Regions from separate parts of the Mus musculus genome. Here region 2 is linked to region 1. Evidence: chromatin contacts called from public ChIA-PET data. All regions are on one chromosome and are shown on one strand. Each heading gives the region's core, a stretch centred on a gene start, on an enhancer-like site or on the middle of the called end of the contact. The rest is flanking DNA. Distances are from core to core; before and after follow the strand shown.

Region 1 (2,700 bases), core at 7-2,506:
AACAGTAAGCAGTACTAGCTGCAGCAGCAGCAGCAGCAGCAGCAGCAGCAGCAGCAGCAGCAGCAGCAGCAGCAGCAGCAGCAGCAGAAGCTAAGCTCTATGGTGTCGCACTTCCCACACAACTTGCGCTGGGAAATCTGACTGGGTGTGGGGGGGGGGGCGGGGGGGGGGATAAAGAAAGAAAAGACACCCAGACACATGCGGGACCACGTGGGTGTGCACACTCTGATGGAGTGACACCCTACTACGCAACAACCTGGAACCTCGATGCTTTTATGGTGGCCAGCACAGACCGGAAAAGTTAGCTTGCTTCTGCATGGGAACAAGTCTCAGGCTGAAAACCGCTGAAAGAAGGAAGCTAGTTTTTTCAAACACATGATCCATGGTTTGTTAACAATTGTTGGATACATTGTTACCATTTGAACTTGGACCAAAGGAAGGGTTTGACATCCCTCTCAACCTTACCCTGGGTGTGAGGGCAGGGCTTTGCCATGCCTGTGGGTCTGGTGGGCCTGAGTAGTTGGTTCTAGACATGGCTGTGACGTTGGTTCAGGACTTCACCACTATTATTAGTATTATTATTATTACTATTATTATTAATTTATTTAATATATGTGTGTACACTGTAGCTGTCTTCGGACACACCAGAAGAGAGCATCAGATCCCATTACAGATGGTTGTAAGCCACCACGTGGTTGCTGGGATTTGAACTCAGGACCTCTGGAAGAGCAGTCAGGGCTCTTAACCGCTGAGCCATCTCTCCAGCCCAGAACTTCACCACTCACGGAAGGCTTCTCTGGCGCCTGCTTCTAGTTCTAGCTACCCAATAGGCTGAGGTGGAAGGACTGAATGGTGGATTGTTTGGGCCCAGAAGTTTGAGATAAGCCTAGGTCACACACTGAAACTTACCTTAAAAAATTTTTTTTTCTTCCTATTTCTCCTTTTTAACTTAGGGAAATTGGCTGGAGGCTGAGGAATCATGTGGACCTTATAAGGAAAACAGACATAATGTGCTTACTTCTCGTGGCTGCGACACAACCCCTAAGAGTAAACCCATGTAAAGGAGAAAGGGCATATTTGGCTCGTGTTTCCAGAACTTTCAGTCCATGGCACGCTGGTTCGGCTGCTTTTTGGCCTGTGAGGAGGCAGAGCTGCACAACCAGGAGCATCGTGGAGCAAAACCATGTAGCTCGTGGTAGCAGGGCAGCAGAGAAGGAAGGGCGGGTTGATGCGGAAACAGGAAACCATAGTATTCTCTAAGTGGGCCTCGCCTCCTACACTTCCTGCCTCTCCTCCCCCATGAGATCGGGCTTCGCTAATCCATGAACCCATCATTGGACCAATCATTGATGATGTTTCAGTCCTTAGGGTGTGCTCCCTGCCCACAGGTCCCACTGAACACTGCCGCTCAGGGGACAAAAGGCTCCGTGAACGTATAGGGTATATTTAAGATGCTGTCTTAGTGTCGCTACTGCTGTGATAAAACACCATGGCCAAAGAAGCATGGGGAATAAAGGACTTACTTGGTTTAAGTTTCTATGTCTCTCTGTACATCACCGAAGGAAAACAGGGCAGGAAACTGGAGGCAGGAGCTGATGCAGAGGCCACGGAGGGGTGCTGCTTTCTGCCTCACACCCTGTGGCTTGCTCAGCCTGTTCTCTTAGAGAATCAAGGACCACCAGCCCAGGGATAGAAACACCCACAATGGGGTGAGTCTTCCCCAGGAATCACTAATTAAGAAAATGCCTCATGCCTATAGCCTGATCTTGCAAAGACACTTTCTCAGTCGAGGCTCCCTCCTCTCTAGCTTGTGTCAAGTGACACATAACTGGGTGGGAAGACGGAAACCTGCAGATATTGTGGCATATGCCTCCAATCCCAGCTCTAGGGACACTGCCACAGCAGCATGGTGAATTAAAGGCCTACCTGGGCATAAAGTGAGCATAAAGCTAGCAGAGGCAGTATAAGACCCTGTTTTAACAACCAAAAGCTATGGTCTGGATTCAGAAACTGGATGAGATTTGATTATTGTTGCCCACAAAAAGGAAAAAGATATGGGAAGAAATGGATATTCGGGCGAAGAGAATCACAAACTGAGCCAGGAACTGTCAGTTAGCACTCACTGTCCCTTTCTTCAAAAAAGCAGGTACTGTGGTTTATGCCTGCAGTTACACTTGGACTCCTCGCTGAGGTCAGAGGATCACTTGAGCCCTGTAAGTCTGAACCAGCCTGGGCAGCATAGTGATACTCCAGGTTGGCATTTTGTCTAGGCTCTGCCCCATAGTTACCTGGCAACACCCAGGTGTATTGGGATCACTATAAAAGGGGCTGCTTACCCCCTCCCCCCTCTCTCTTCTCTTGCCTTTTTACCCTCTTCCCTTTCTGTCCCTTCTCTCCCCATTCCCCTCCCTCCTCTCTCCAATGTGCTCATGACCGGCCTCTAAGCCTCTCCTCCTCCTCCTCCTCCTCCTCCTCCTCCCCCTCCTCCTTCTCCTCCTCCTTCTTCCTTCCTCCTCCTTCTCCTTCCCCTTCCCTCCTTCTCCTCCTCCTCCTCTTCTTCTTCTTCCTTCTTCCCCTCTCTCTCTCTCTCTCTCTCTCTCTCTCTCTCTCCTATCCCCTCCCCATGCCCTAAACAAACTCTATTCCATACTATATCTGTCCTATTGCTGGTCCCTGGGGGGGGGTGGGGGGGATGTCTCA
Region 2 (2,700 bases), core at 190-2,689, 240 kb after region 1:
TGAATTTATTTATTTTATGCATATGAGTACAGCACCATTGCTCTCTTCAGACACACCAGAAGAGGACACCTGACCCCATTACAGATGGTTGTGAGCCACCATGTGGTTGCTGGGAATTGAACTCAGAACCTCTGGAAGAGCAGTCGGTGCTCTTAATTGCTGAGCCATCCCTCCAACCCCTGGCCAATTGATTCTTGATGGAAAGCAAGGGCCAGTCCTCTCTGTGCAGGCCCATAATAAATTAAGAATGGTTGGATAGAGTCTGCCTGGCTATCTCACACTTGCTAACAGGGGGAAGCCAACAAAAAGGAACATAAGGGTTGCTCATAAAGGTTGCTCGTCAGGGCTAGGAAGCTCTCTGTTTGTAAAGTGATTGCTGTGAAAGTCGGAGGACTTCGTAGAACGCACCAAAGCCAGGAGTGCTCCTGTGATCTCAGCACACCCATAGTGAGATTTTTTTTTTCCACAACAGGGTTTTTCTGTATAGCCCTGGCTGTCCTGGAACTCACTCTGTAGACCAGGCTGGCCTTGAACTCAGAAATTCGCCTGCCTCTGCCTCCCGAGTGCTGGGATTAAAGGTGTGCGCCACCACGCCGGGCTTTGGAGATTTGTTCTTGAAACAGAACCAGTGGCATGTGCTACCAGAAGGACTGGAAATGTGAGGAAGAGAGAAAAATGAAAGATGACCCTGGAGCAAATGCTTTAACCCTGAGGCTACGTGCTTTGGCAGCTCAGAGCATTCATGTTATCTATTAAGACAGAGAAAACTAGTAGAGACCAGTTCTGGGGTGATTTCAGGAGCTCAGACACAAAGGCCGGGCATGGTGACACACGCCTTTACTCCCAGCAGCACTTGGGAGGCAGAGCCAGGAGCATCTCTGTGAATTCAAAGCAGGCTCCATCCACATAGTGAGTTCCAGGCCAGCCTGGGCTACATGGTGAGTCCCTACCTCAAGCCCAAACAAAACAAGCCTCTGATTTAAACAGCTTACTTAATCTTCAAGTCCTCAGCAGATCTTCAGCTGGGCTTCGGAGGGGGTTTATGTAAATGGCACTCAGGAGAAGTTTGGCTGTGAAAATGAACTCGGTGATCATCTACTGCCGATATCAGCAGCCCTGAGAAGAGCGAAACTACCCTACAAGAGACTGAGGACCGAGAAAAGGCTAGAACAGAGCTGAAGGCTAGCCCAACGCTTATAGTCTGGTAGAGCCAGGAGCCAGCAAAGGAGGGGAAATGAAATCAGGATGGAGACCGTGGGGGGCGGGGAGGGGGGAAGGGAACGGACCCTAAGAGTCGTGCCACAGGACGGTGGAGGCACCCAAGGTCACGTGACTGCCACCACCAGGGATTTTTAAACAGGACGCAGGAGGTACCCAGGGTCACGGGACTTCCACCGGGGATTTTCTGGAAGGACTGTGTTAAGTCAAACTAAGCTCCTCCCCGAGGCTGAGCGTGCAGCAAGGGCCCGGCGCAGAAGCAGCAGGCTCAGGCTATGGTGGCAAGAGAGTGAGCACAGGTTCTGCCCCCCTCAGGGACTTGTTCCCAACCAGCTGTAAACCACAGAGACACGTGAACAATCCCTCCATTCAGGGAAGCCCAACGAAGAAGCCGCGGAGTTCACAGTTCAGTTTGACTGTCCGCAGGAGTGTAGTACCAGCTATGCACTCCATCATTGTAAACCACGCTCTTATCCTGACCCACTGCCTTGGGGTGGGTTCAGGACACAGAAAGAATGAAACTAGCACACAGTTCAGGACTGCAGTGTTCCTTTTGGTTCAGGGTCATTGACAGGACTGCAGGTGTTCCCAAAGATAAGCAAGAACCAAGAAAGGCAGACTTGACGGTGACAACCATTTCCTCTCAAGGTCATGGTTAATATTAAATGTTGCTGGGAGTCAAAACTGAGAGCCATAAACTTAAGTCATATAACCCAAACTGTAGTTACTAAAATTCCATTTTTCTGTTTACAGACTGGGTTGCTTTTAGCAGTTCAGTACCTAAAATTCAGAGCCTAGAAATATAGAGGTAAAGACATTAGACACAACCCCTGCCCTGAAAGGATTGGAAGAACAGGAGAAAAGCAAGACAACTAGTAAACAGATATGATTAGTTCTGTGGGGGCAGCAGAGGGTAACGGGAAAGAAAAGGATGGTCAGCCAGGAGCAACAGGAAAGGCAGGGCAGACCGTGGGCCTGGGGCTGAAGGAGCCATCAACCTGGAGGAACAAAAGAAGCTCGCTGTGGCCAAGGGGAGACCGGAAGGCGTGTGGACTGAGGGTCTTAACCGTGCTGTGTCAGCCATCCTTGGTTCATCCAAAGGAGACACGACCATCTGGGCTTTATGCCTGAGGGGAAGGTGACCGGTGCATTTCTTCGATCGGAAAAACAAATTTTTAGCAATTTTATAATGTAAAAGGTTATTTTCTAGAATTAATTTTATCTCCCCACTCTATGTGTGCTAGTCTTAGTGTGGAGGTCGGGGTCAGCTTTTCAGGATTGCTTCTTTCCACCGTGTGGATCAAACTCAATTTGTTTGTTGACCCTTTATAAGAATAATATATATGCTGGACAGTGGTGGCGCACGCCTTTAGTCCCAGCACTTCAGGGGCAGAGGCAAACAGATTTCTGAGTTCGAGGACAGCCTGGTCTACAGAGTGAGTTCCAGGACAGCCAGGGCCACACAGACAAACCCTGTCTCAA

The links. ChIA-PET counts read pairs in DNA pulled down with a chosen protein or histone mark.
Region 2: an RNA polymerase II ChIA-PET map of memory CD8 T cells shows a contact between it and region 1, with 6 read pairs. The contact joins two enhancer-like sites. A contact is called at or near these places in 1 of 39 promoter capture datasets (pre-B cells), 4 of 115 datasets of contacts at active chromatin or transcription factors (embryonic basal ganglia, embryonic limb bud, memory CD8 T cells and 1 more) and 2 of 9 other capture datasets (adipose tissue and liver).

What each region holds. Positions count from the first base shown.
Region 1 is chr10:117,397,060-117,399,759 of GRCm38.p6, forward strand. No RefSeq gene overlaps it. Among named protein-coding and RNA genes, the nearest start is that of Gm40770, 16 kb to the right of the region's middle. Within about 2 kb of position 1,257, at least 33 of the 459 cell types and tissues checked have an H3K27ac peak or open chromatin away from gene starts, as enhancers often do. A contact at or near this core is called in memory CD8 T cells, where this site is marked.
Region 2 is chr10:117,638,717-117,641,416 of GRCm38.p6, forward strand. The region is part of intron 2 of Cpm (carboxypeptidase M); the gene reads left to right. Among named protein-coding and RNA genes, the nearest start is that of Cpm, 11 kb to the left of the region's middle. Within about 2 kb of position 1,440, at least 60 of the 459 cell types and tissues checked have an H3K27ac peak or open chromatin away from gene starts, as enhancers often do. A contact at or near this core is called in memory CD8 T cells, where this site is marked.